3 separate regions of the Mus musculus genome follow, and regions 2 and 3 are each linked to region 1. The links are chromatin contacts, called in public Hi-C maps. All regions are on one chromosome and are shown on one strand. The core of a region is the stretch at or near the end of the contact, and the rest is flanking DNA. Distances in the headings are between cores, read along the strand shown. Region 1 overlaps Gan (giant axonal neuropathy). Region 2 overlaps Cmip (c-Maf inducing protein). Region 3 overlaps Pkd1l2 (polycystic kidney disease 1 like 2).

Evidence for each region. A called contact is a pair of places that touch in the nucleus more often than the background predicts.
Region 2: a contact with region 1 is called in a Hi-C map of bone marrow-derived macrophages, with 35 read pairs. The contact joins two enhancer-like sites. A contact is called at or near these places in 1 of 15 datasets of contacts at CTCF or cohesin (pro-B cells), 4 of 484 Hi-C or Micro-C datasets (bone marrow-derived macrophages, myeloid progenitors, nephron progenitors and 1 more), 4 of 115 datasets of contacts at active chromatin or transcription factors (Th17 cells, embryonic stem cells and large pre-B cells) and 2 of 9 other capture datasets (adipose tissue and liver).
Region 3: a Hi-C map of bone marrow-derived macrophages shows a contact between it and region 1, with 41 read pairs. The contact joins two enhancer-like sites. A contact is called at or near these places in 6 of 39 promoter capture datasets (the HPC-7 cell line, HPC-7-derived erythroid cells, hematopoietic stem and progenitor cells and 2 more), 2 of 15 datasets of contacts at CTCF or cohesin (large pre-B cells and pro-B cells), 25 of 484 Hi-C or Micro-C datasets (the AML12 cell line, B cells, the Ba/F3 cell line and 16 more), 4 of 115 datasets of contacts at active chromatin or transcription factors (the HPC-7 cell line, bone marrow-derived macrophages, double positive thymocytes and 1 more) and 1 of 9 other capture datasets (adipose tissue).

Annotation. Positions count from the first base shown.
Region 1 is chr8:117,196,002-117,199,896 of GRCm38.p6, reverse strand. It overlaps Gan (giant axonal neuropathy), which reads right to left. Exons shown (of 11, transcript NM_001081151.2): 9 at 3,317-3,445. Among named protein-coding and RNA genes, the nearest start is that of Gan, 40 kb to the right of the region's middle. Within about 2 kb of position 1,621, at least 141 of the 459 cell types and tissues checked have an H3K27ac peak or open chromatin away from gene starts, as enhancers often do. A contact at or near this core is called in the HPC-7 cell line, bone marrow-derived macrophages and myeloid progenitors, where this site is marked.
Region 2 is chr8:117,362,698-117,366,592 of GRCm38.p6, reverse strand. The region is part of intron 1 of Cmip (c-Maf inducing protein); the gene reads right to left. Among named protein-coding and RNA genes, the nearest start is that of Gm51554, 49 kb to the right of the region's middle. Within about 2 kb of position 1,627, at least 59 of the 459 cell types and tissues checked have an H3K27ac peak or open chromatin away from gene starts, as enhancers often do. A contact at or near this core is called in bone marrow-derived macrophages and myeloid progenitors, where this site is marked.
Region 3 is chr8:117,065,405-117,069,299 of GRCm38.p6, reverse strand. Pkd1l2 (polycystic kidney disease 1 like 2) reads left to right here. Exons shown (of 43, transcript NM_029686.4): 6 at 987-1,216; 7 at 3,384-3,797. Among named protein-coding and RNA genes, the nearest start is that of Pkd1l2, 15 kb to the left of the region's middle. Within about 2 kb of position 2,164, at least 24 of the 459 cell types and tissues checked have an H3K27ac peak or open chromatin away from gene starts, as enhancers often do. A contact at or near this core is called in the HPC-7 cell line and bone marrow-derived macrophages, where this site is marked.

The DNA.
Region 1 (3,895 bases), core at 372-2,871:
TCAGCACCTGTGCGCCGTGCTCACTGTGAGACTGGAGGCTGACAGTGCCTGAGCCTCGTAGCTGCAGGGGAACGCATGAGGCAGGCAGTGACTGTGTAGCATCTGGTTTTGCTCATGCTCAGTGTTTTACAAATGCCCTGAGTGTCACTGACAAGAGGTCCTGGCAGCTGCTCTCTGTTTACACAGGGGAGTCTGGGAAAACAAAGGCTGGAGATGCATGGTGTATATTAGAAAAAAAAGGTTTTAAGATTGGGAACTTATTTTTTGTGTGTTTGTGTATGTATTCATGTGTGATGATGTTATATTCACATGTGTTTATGTATGTATTCGTGTGTGATGGTGTGCTTGCACACGGGTCTAGGCCGATGTCATACCTGGCTTTCTTGAGGGTACCAGGGACAGAATGAAGACCCGAAGGTTTGAGCAGCAAGTACTTTACTGACTGGCCCCCCTCCCCCAACCCCTTTAAATACAAGGATGGGGCCAGGGACATGCTCAGTGGTAAAGAGTGCTGGCTGCTTTTCAAGAAGACCTAAGTTCGGGTCCTAGCATCCATGTCTGGTGCTCACAACTCCAGCTCCTAGGGATCTCACACCCTCTTTTGACCCCCTTGATCATCTCCCACATATCGCACACATACATAAATAAGTAATAAAAAATAAATATAAGGTCCGGCATGGTGGGGAGTCAGAGGCAGGCAGGCAGATCTCTGTGAGATCATGACATGCCCAGACTATATAGAGTTCCAGGCCAGTCAGGGCTACAGAGTGAGACCTCGAAACAGAAACAGAAAAAGAAAGAGTTAAAGTAGACACATAGAAACAAATCACAGTTGGTGAGATGGCTCAGCCGGTGAGAGCACCGACTGCTCTTCTGAAGGTCCTGAGTTCAAATCCCAGCAACCACATGGTAGCTCACAACTATCCTAATGAGATCTGACTCCCTCTTCTGGTGTGTCTGAAGTCAGCTACAGTGTACTTATCTATAATAATAATAAATAAATCTTAAAAAAAGAAACGAATAAGAAACAAAGCATCGCCCTCCTTCCCATCACAGCGCTGTGGTCTCCTACTCAGAAGGGACTCTGAGCAGGCTGACTGGAACCCAAGGTTCTTCTAACAATACAGTGTGTCCCGGCACGCCTGGGAAGTGTTACAGTCAGACTTGATCCCACCCAAGGCAGCAGACAAAAGGAAAAGAAAGGTAAGCAAACGACTCTGACATGTTGCAGCTCACGCTGACTACGCACGGAGTCAGCCATCACAAAAAAGTAGTTTATCAGAAGGCAAACACACTGCTACTGCTTGTTAATCAGGCGGGACAGACTGTCTCCCGCTCATCTGGGCAGGAGATGAATACACTATTTCCTACGGAGGCAGCCTCCCCCACTGTGGCTTCTCAAAGGAGAAGTAAGAAGCCTGACATCCCCTCCACCCCCCAGCAAATGCCTTCCAAGCTGCCTCCTCATTTTCTGTCTACTGAATTCCCCTGGCAATCTCCCTCTGATGACGGGAAGTAAAGACTCGTCTGAAGTGTCTGAGAGGGAAAACACGTGACAGACCAGGCAACAGTCACAGGCATGTCTAACACTGTGTCTGTTTATTCTTCGCCGATCTCAAAGTCAGGAAAGGAGGCGCTATCTTATGGCACCCCCATCTGGTAATAAAGTGCATAGGGCCACACTGTGCAGCAGGCTCCCCTGGGGATCTGAATACGTCACTGGAGTGAGAACACTGCCTGGTGCTTACGAAAATGTGTGAGAGGAGGGGAGGGGCAGTGCCTACCACAGGCTCACGCCATGGCCTGTCTGGCATTTTTAAAAAGGTTGTTCTTCTTACATTTATTCATTTACTGTGTGTGTCTGTGTTGTGTGCTTGTCTCTCTCTCTCTCTGTGCCTGTGTATCTGTATATGTGTGTGTCTGTGTATCTGTATATGTGTGTGTCAGTGTCTCTGTATCTGTACATGTGTGTGTCTGTGTGTGTGTGTCAGTGTCTCTGTGTATCTCTGTTGTGTTTGTGTCTGTGTGCATGCACTGACAAGCTGTGTGGAGGTCAGAGGACAGGCTGTGGGACTCCGCTTTCTTTCGCTTTTGGGGGTCGGTCCTGGCAATTGAATCCTGACAGTGTTTTAATATCTCAGACACCAGCTCAATTGACACATGATGCACTGAGCATCTGATGCCTGTCAGGTTTCCTACTGGAGGACCACGTGGGACCGAGCCGTGTATACACTCAGTTAGCAGTTAGGAAGCCAGCCCTATGTGCAGAAGCTTAGGGATCAGGGTCTGAGGTGTGTGTGTAAGCATGGAAGAGGACAGCAAAGGCTTTCTCTGGAGAGTGACAGCTTTGGAAACAGCCAAGTTAACTAGATGGGCAATGAGGGGTATTTCAGGCAGAAGCAGCCTAGAGATGAGCTAGCTAAGGGCTCAGTGTAGAGCCTCTGGGCAGACAGCAGCAGGAAAAGCAGATGCAGGCCCTGTCATAAAAGGCTACATATGGCCAGGTGTAGTGGTGCAAGCCTTTAACCCCAGGCAGAAGTAGGTGGATCACTGAGTTTCAGTGTCAGTCTGGTCTATGTAGCAAGTTCCAAGATAGCCTGGATTACACAGAGAAACTCTGTATGCAAAACAAAACAACAACAAAAAAGCAGCCATTACACTAACAGGACAACGTCAGATATGTGCTAAGTTCCAGGTTCCGTGTTGTTTCCTTAAGTCACTATGGTGGTTTGAATGAGAATAAACCCCATAAACCCATATATTTGAATCCTTGGTCCCTAGTTGGTGGAACTGCTTGGGAAGGGTTGCAGGGTGTGTGTGTGTGTGTGTGTGTGTGTGTGTGTGTACTTGTCGGAGGAGGTGTGCCACTGGTAGTGAGTGGGCTTTGTGGTTCTAAGAGACTCATCATTACCAGTCCTCTGACCCCCTCCCTCCCTCCCCCCCTCCTTCCCTCCCTCCACCTTTTGGATGAAGATGTAACCCCTTAGCTGTTCCTACTGCCACGCCTTTGCTCCAGCCTCACAGACTCTAACCCTCTAACACCATACGCCCAATGTCACGTGCTCTTCTATAAGCTGTCTGAGTCATCATGTCTTACCACAGCAACAGAGGAGTAACTCAGATATCAACTTCTCAAGTCACTGAGAAAATACCCAGCATGCAGTGGACACACCCCCTAAGGAGAGAACTCAGTGATGTCACTGGGAATCAAAGCTGAGACACACCCCTGAAGCATGGAGGGAGGGACAGGAGGGGAAGCCTGGAGAGTCTGCTGCATGGGGAGAAGGGCAGGCGTGGAAGCCTCTAGACTGATTACCTCTTAAACTCGTCATGATAGAACTCGGACTTGCAGGTGACCATCTCGCTGCCCTGGATGTCCTCTCGACTTCGGACGCCTCCAAACACATACAGCTCCATGGCAACACCACAGGCCACTGCTCCAAACCTGCAGGACCACAGAACACAGATGCTGGCTTAGAACTCAGGACCTCAGGGTAGGCTGGAACCCACCATGTACATCGGACTGTCCTTGAACTCACAGCAATCCTCTTGCCTCAGTAGTCTCCAAGTGCTGTGATAGAGGTATATGTGTGCTTGAGTGCACTTGTATGTGTGTGCATTTGAGTATGTGAGGCCCAACGTCGATATCACTAGTGATTTCTTATTCATTAATGCAAGGTCTCTCAGTTGAACGCAGAGTTTGCCGATAGGGCAGTCCAGCTAGCCAGCTTTCTTAGGGATCCTTCATCTTTGTCTTTCCAGTGCTGGGACCACCTGCCTGACATTTACTTGGATATTGGGGATCTGAGCGCTGGCCCCCATGTTTGTGCAGCACAGTACACACTTTAACCCTGAGCCATTTCCCCAGCATCGATTGTACCTGCAATGCTCTGTG
Region 2 (3,895 bases), core at 378-2,877, 170 kb before region 1:
CCTCCAGAGGACAGCATTCGAGACCCATACCTGTCCTAGCTCCACTGTCTGGGGGCACTCAAACCACGCAGGGCACTGCTCAGCATGGGAGAAGGAGGCACTGTGGGGTCACCCTGCATGGGACAGATTCCTCCTGGGGACACTTGACCAGCCCTGAGCCATGTCCAGGAGTAAGCTTGCTAGAAATTAGTAGCCTTGGAGGGTTTCTGTTCATAAACAAGGCCCCAGGGTGCAGCTGTGACTCGGGAAGCAGGTAACAGGTGCTGGTCGGGCAGTTTTTGCATGTGGAGGAGCTTCTGGGTGCCCACTCCTGCAGCCTGACTGACTTAGAGGCTTTTACAAGGACCACCTTCACTCCACTGGTCAGGTCCTGCTTTTGTTGGGAGAACCTGGCCAGCCGCAAGAAAACACCCTGGGAGAAATTACAAGTAAGAGATAGATTCAGGGATGCGGCTGAGGTGCAAATATGGAAGGGGGGATCCTGAGGAGAAAAGCAAAGGGCAGGAATGGCAGGGGTCTGGGGACTAGATTTCCTGGGGTCCAGCCTCAACTATGGACAGTTTGATGTGAGGTGGTTCTACCCTTCGGTGCCTTGGTTTCCCCCATCAGGGTCTCCCAGAGGTATCAAAGGGATAGATACAGACTCCTAAAAGCCACTTAAAAATGGTATGTGCCCACAAAGCCACTTAAAAAGGGCAGAACCCAGAGGCCGGGCACTGACCCTACCACCCCTACCTTCACATTTGGCGACAGGTGACACCCACCACCCAGAGACCTTCCCACGGGAGCAGCAATACCACCTTCATTTCCTGCGCGGAAACCTGAATTGTTTGTTTGCTTCTTGGGGCAAGGTCTCATGAAGTCAAGGAAGGCCTGAGACTGTGTAGGGGAAGGTAACTTTGAACTCCTGAGCCTCCTGCCTCTACCTGCAGGGCGCAGGGAACACAGGTACGCACCATCTTGCTCCAGTTCTCATCGGAACTCTCATCTCGTGGATGGGGAAAGATACCGGTCTGAGGAGGAGGGAGGAGGCAGAACTCGCTGTATTGAGCTTGTGGAGACCCACACCTCTGATTCCCCACCTGGGCCCTTCCTACCCTCTCTACCACCTCAGGCAGAGAAGACAATGCAGGTGGGGCCAGAGAGACCTGTCTCAGAGGAGAGACAGGAGCCTGTGGTTCCTGGACAAGATGGATCAGCAGACAAAGGCACCTGCCACCAAGCCTCATGACCCGAGTTCCAGTTCCTGGGAGCTGCACGGAGGGACAAAGAAAACTGACCCCTCAAAGGCTGTCCTCTGACTTCCATGTGTGTGATATGGCACACATGCAAATAAACTAAATAAAATGCAAAAACAAAAACAAAAAAACACCCTACAAAATTTTAAAAGATGCTAGGCTCTGAAGACAAGGCACACATGCACACATGCACACATACACACAGGCACACGTTCAAATCCTCCTGGCGTAGTCTCTCCCCAGCTGCGTGCCCTTGAGCCACTCAATGTCGTGAGCAACAACGTCCGGTATATTTCATTGTATTTTGCCAGTCTGAAGGCGCAGCTCAACTTCCCTTGCAAGCAAGTGTCTTCCCAGCAGCCTCAGCTGACAGCGGATACAAGCCTGTGACACCGCCATAGGTCAGAGGAGGTGCTTGCGACATGGCTGGCACTCAGCATAGCGCCACAGGGAATTGGCTTACTGAAGAACCCCTCCTTTCTCAACTTAGCAGCTGACCAGCCTGTACCACCTACCTAAGAATAATATGTGGAGCAACAGCCGTGGGTAGGAACCTCCCCTCCCACCTACCCTAAAAGACCAGCATTGCCCCAGCCCCAGAGCCCCATCAGACCTGAAGCCCATACTCTGGATAGGACAGTCGTAGACAATTCAACCCTAAACCTGAGCCTGCTCAGCATATGACACAAATGCCAGTGGCCTGACTCATGGCATGTTAGGTAGAAAGCACATCTATGGGACCCTGTGTAAGCCAGTGGGGCAGGACGAACAGCTGACCCTGGCTGCAGCCCCAAGGGCTTCGCCTGTTTACTGTGGCTCTGATGAAGTCAGTCTTGGGGGAACCATCCCTCCGGGGTTGACATCATCGCTCTAGAGACCCACAAGCTCCTCTGAGGCCTGATCTCTCTCCTCTGAATGTGTTACGATCCCTGGTGTAGAACCTGTACCTGCACAGGGATCAGGGACGGTGACATGTGGCTTGAGGAAGTTTTGCTGAAGGTCACTCAGTCCCACCCCCTCACAACGCTATGGGCCTGGCAGAACTCCCAGGAAGCCCTCAGCATCCCCAGCTGCTGCTGTGTGATACCAGCCTGATGGCTTGCCTCAGTTTCCCTCTTCTGAAGAACAGGGGGCAGTCATGGTGGGGAAGGCGCAATGGCGGGGGGGGGGGGGCATCAGTCATGTGTCCAACTCAGAGTTAAGTGCTCAGCTAATCTTAGCTATCAATCAGGTGGTAACTCTGAGAACATTCCAGAAGCAGCAGGCATTCATTCCTACCATCTCTATCAAAAGGCAACAAACAGAGCCCTTCTCAAAGAAACAGGAATGAGCAGGACCCCATTATTCGATGATGATGCCCTGCGGCTGGTGCCAGCAACCACTTTGACAGACACCACTGTGTAGGTCCCTAAAGGGATGACATGGTCCCTCTCTTGTAGGTCAATGTGCTGGTCCTAGCACTCGGTGTCACCAGCTAGACCATGGTCTCTTTGTGCATCTATCTGTCCTGATGCTCTATGAGCCCCAAAGAGCAGGGACAGGACCTGACTTAGAGCCACCATGTCCCTATAGTACAGCATCAGGCATATAAGAGATGGGCAGGTACAGCCAGAGGGGGACCTCAGCCAACATCAATGCCATGTTCTTAGAGAATCTCCACCACCTCCCCTCCTCTTTCACCTGATGAACAACTAGAATTTTCCAGCGGTCCAGTAAAGCCTCTTCCAGCTTCCTAGTTCCCGCTAAGCCGCAGCCTTTCTCTGAAGTACTAGCCGACATCCTGAGCTGTCAGGGTGGGGCCGGAACAATCTCAGGCTTTGCTGGCCTTGCTTAGTGACATGCCAGGTGCCAGGCCTGGAATCCCTGCCACATCCTCCTGCCAGCTAGCGGGACTCCTGGGGCTGTGAAGGCTGTCGCGGTGCCAAGCCAGGGCAGTCCCAGGACAGGCTGGCAGCCTGGACCACGGGGACCACATAGTCACCAGCACACGTGATAACAAAGAATACACAGCCACCAAGAGATTGTAAAGGTTGGTGCTCTTGGCTGGTGCAGGAGCAGGGTGGGATCTACATTTCAGCAATGCCCAGGAACTTTCTAGAACGGTGGGGAAGTCTTATATGTGTAACTCACTACATAGTCAAGAATGACCATGAACCCTCATACCTGGCCCTCCTGTCTCCCCATCTCCGGTGCCAAGCTTTGCAAGCACGAACCTCCATTTATACACAGTGCTGGAATGGAACCCAGCAACTCATGCACGCCAGGCAAGTACCCGCCAACCTTGCCACATTCCCCGTCTACGTCTGAGCACTTAGAATGTGGCCATTTGTGACCAGTGGAGTGGAACCCCTCGGTTTAGCTGACTTTAACTTAAAGGCCACCCTCAGCAGCTTGGGTCACTGTCTCAGGCCAAGCCCAGGGTTTGGGGTTTCTACTCTGCACCCTAGGAAGCTGACAGAGAATAGGAAGGGAAGAGGAACATCAAAGGGAGAGAGGTCCTGCTGACTGAGGCAGCGCTCAACCTGAATCCCAGGCCAGATGCTACACGGAGGGCTTGGATGACATCAACCAACCTCCCTGTCACAGCCACCGGGGACAACACACATCTTACAAAGCAGGAGACTGGAGTCAGGGAAGCTGGAGTCACTGTCACTTGC
Region 3 (3,895 bases), core at 915-3,414, 130 kb after region 1:
TGGAGTGCCATGGGAGACACTGCTGATCCCTCAGGGTCCCTGAGCTTGTGTAACTCTCAATCTGGGGACTGTCACCCACACACTGGCCCTGAGCCACCAATAATAGAAGGGGGAATGTGCCTGGGGGCACAACATGTCCTTGGGGCGAAGCACCTCCCTTCAACTAAAGGGATTCCTAGAGATTACATAACGGAGGTTCTTGGGGACCCATGGGTCGTCTGCTACAAAGGAGAGAAGACAACGAACGCTTTAGCCTCCAGAAGCATGTGTTCTATAAGGTTCGTGCTGTTCCAAGGGGCTGGAGAGGTGGCTTGTATGCAAGCAAGAAGACTTGAGTTTGATGCTCAGCACCCTCATAAAAAGTCAGGCATGGTGGCATGCATTGTAATCCCAGGACTGGGGAGACCGAGACCGGAGGATCCCGGTAGTTCACTGGACTCCTGAAGAATATCACCCAAGGTTGACCTCTGGCACACACACACACACACACACACACACACACACACACACACGTAATTGTTTTCAAAGGGTTGGCAGCTGACATTTTCCAAGGCTGATCCATGCTATTCCTGATCCCATGCTGAGTTGTCATAGTGTGACCTCCCCTAACATAGAGAACAGGGCGTGTTGTGTGACATCTTTTTCTTGTCTTTGTCAAACTTTTATGTATTTATTTATTTACTGACTGACTGACTGACTGACTGAGACAGTCCAGACTAGCCTCTGAATCACTATGTAGCAGAGGATGATCTTGAACTTCTAATCTTCTGCCTCCTCCTGCCGGGTGCTGGGACCACAGATAGGCGTCGTCGCACCCAGTTAACGGAGGGCTGGAGATCAAATTCCAAACAGCATCCATGCTAGACAAGACCGCTCCCCACTGTGCTACATGCGGTCCCGCCCCCGCCCCTGCCATCTTGCCTTTGCAGAGCACGAGAGTTGTGAACTCATGTATGATTGTTGAACCCCCGCTCTCCCTCCCACAGTGTGTCCAGCAACGTGACCCACCAGTTCAGCTCTCCTGGGGAGTTCACAGTGTTTGCTGAGTGTACGACCAGTGAGTGGCACGTGACTGCTCAGAAGCAAGTGATCCTTTGCGAGAAGGTGGAGACGCCTCGTATCACTGGGTGCACTGGCCTGGCTGGAGCTGGAGTCGGCCTTCTCTGTCAGGCTGTCTTTGGGGAACCCCTGTGGGTTCAGGTGGATCTGGATGGAGGTGAGTCTGCAGGATGGAGCAGGTGGAGGCACGTGGTGGGATTTGCCTCTCCCAAATCTATCCAGCTAACCTGAGGCTTTAGCGTCTTAGCTACCTTGTGTTCATTTTTTTAAACACCCGTGGCATCTTCAGGGCTCTAAGTGCTTGACCTGTGATGGCACACTCAGGATAGACTCCACGTTAATCCACCCCAAGCTAGGTTAGTGAGCCGGCGAGAACCCTCACCTTCCCAAGGCTCTTTCTGCAAGTCCACAATCTATATCTGAAACACCGGCTCTCCATACCACTTCTCTGGGCGGCGGGGGGGGTGGGGGGTGGGGGGTGGAGGGGTGGGTTTCAATAGGAAGGGGTGGGACTGGGAGGGGCTGACCACTTGCGTGGCGCCATCCTGTAGCCATGAAACCTGACAATCAGCGGTTCACACATGGATACAAGCCTATCCACAGTTCTGGCGAGGGTACACTCTGATTGGACACAGTGTCTTCCACTTAAGCCAGAGGCCATTCTGATTGGTTCCTGCATCTACCTTGATTAGCCAAGGCTTCTACGCTGATTGGTTACAGCTTCCGCTCTAATTTATTACAGAGATCACTCTAACTGTGCCCACCGATCCATTACTCCTTGGCACATCCATCCCAGGGCTTGGATTGTTCCCATCGATATTTTAAGTAGCACCGTTTTTGCCCACAGAGACACCCCTGCCTTATCCACAGCAATCTTTCCCCACAAAGCATAGTCCAGTTAGAGTGCTTAATGGAGACCTTTTGACATAAATTATGCAGTGCAGAGCTAGGGTGATGGTGATGGTGGTGTGGGGGATGTTGGTGGTGATGGCGTAATGATGATGGTGATGGTGGTGATGATGGTGATGATGATGGTGGTAATCATCAAATGAGGAAGGATCTGACTCAGTATGACATCTTTCACTCGGTCGTCTTAATGGGGATGTGATGGGGCTCTGACACGGCACTCGTGAGCTTCCTTCCTGTTCCTGTGTGCCTGCTGCCTAACAGGGGCTGGTATGTGCACCCGGGGTAAAGTAAAAAAAATCTTTTGTTGATTTATTTAGTCTTCCTACAAATGTAATTGTGTGTCAGCTCTGCCAGGCGTGGGGAAGGTGGGGATACACATGAAAGCAAAGGGCCCTGCTCCTGTAGGGCTTTGGGCTGTCACCATTATCACCAAATGATTATCATCACCATCATCAACACCACTATCTTCATCATCATCACCACCACCACCACCACCAGTATGTCCTCTTCTCCTCCTCCTCTTCCTCCCCCTATTTTTCCCCCTTTATCCAAACAAGAAATGTATTTGGCATGGCTTCTACTGGGAAGAATATCATCTGGTTACACACACATATTTTCAACCCACTATAATATTTGGCATCCAGCTAGGACGGCAATCTGCAGCCTGCAAGGGAGGCGCCACTTTGTGGGGAACAGGCTGAGTTTTATAGAGATTTGCCTGTCCTAGGTCATCAGTGGATGTTGGAGGAAACACCTTCACCTATTTTGGCTGAAAACAACTCTTGAAGTTCATTCTCCTGCTTTCCTGCTTCACAACTCTTGTGCACCCCCCCCCATGCCTCTTTTTCAGTTTCTTACTGAAGGGGGGGTGTCCCTATCATCAGGATGTTCTAAGCATTTGCTACAAACTTCTGGTTTCAAGGGCATAAACAAATAACAACGGGGCTGCAGCTGCAGCTGTTGGAAGAGTACTTGCCGTTCAAGAAACCCTGGGTTTGGTCTCCAGACTGAACACAGTGGTGCTGGCCTGTAATACTGATTCTTGAGAGGTTCAGAGAGGAAAATTAAAAGTTCAAGGCCAGCCTCTGCTACATAGTGAATGAAGTCAAGGACAGCCTGGGCTACTTTAGACCCTATCTCAAAAACAAACAAACAAACAAACAAACAAACAATTTAAAAAATGATCAGAGAGGATCCAGAAAGTTTAAAAAAAAATCACTTACTAAACCGATCTCAAAAATAGTTAAAAATTAGTTACAGTTAGCATTTAGCACAGTGGTTTATCCTCATGTATTTCTTTGGACCCATATCTATGTCTACTGCTGAATTTGACATTAGAACTCAGCCTGAACTATCTTAGAATGCTAGCTGCACCGTTGATAATAGCTTTTCTAAATTTCCCTTACTCTCGCTAGGAGCCGGGGCGACTTATGCTGTGCTTTCGCATAACAGAACTCTGGCTGAGTTCACCGCCCAGAGGGGCTCGCAGCTTTACAATCTGACCTTGGACAGAGACATCCAGGAGATGCTGGGCCCTGGGAGGCACCACCTAAAGATCCAAGCTGTCAGCAATGAAGGCACCGGCACTGCCTCCGCCCCCTCTGGAAACTTCACTGTGTACTTTGTAGAGCCGCTGTCGGGGCTGCGGGCCTCCTGGGCTTCTGACCGTGTGGAGCTTGGGTGGGACTTGGTGGTCAATGTCTCAGTGGCTCGTGGCACCCTGGAGGAGCTGACCTTCGAGGTGGCGGGACTCAACGCGAACTTCTCCCAGGAGGAAGAGAGTGTTGGGCAGTCATCTGGGAACTACCACGTGGCGGTTCCTGCTGAAGGTACTGAGGCTGGCAGCTTCCCCTGGCACTCTGCCCCCCTTTTATATTTCTGATTTCGTTCCCCTGGGGCTTGGAGGGGTACCAGGAAAGAGATGACA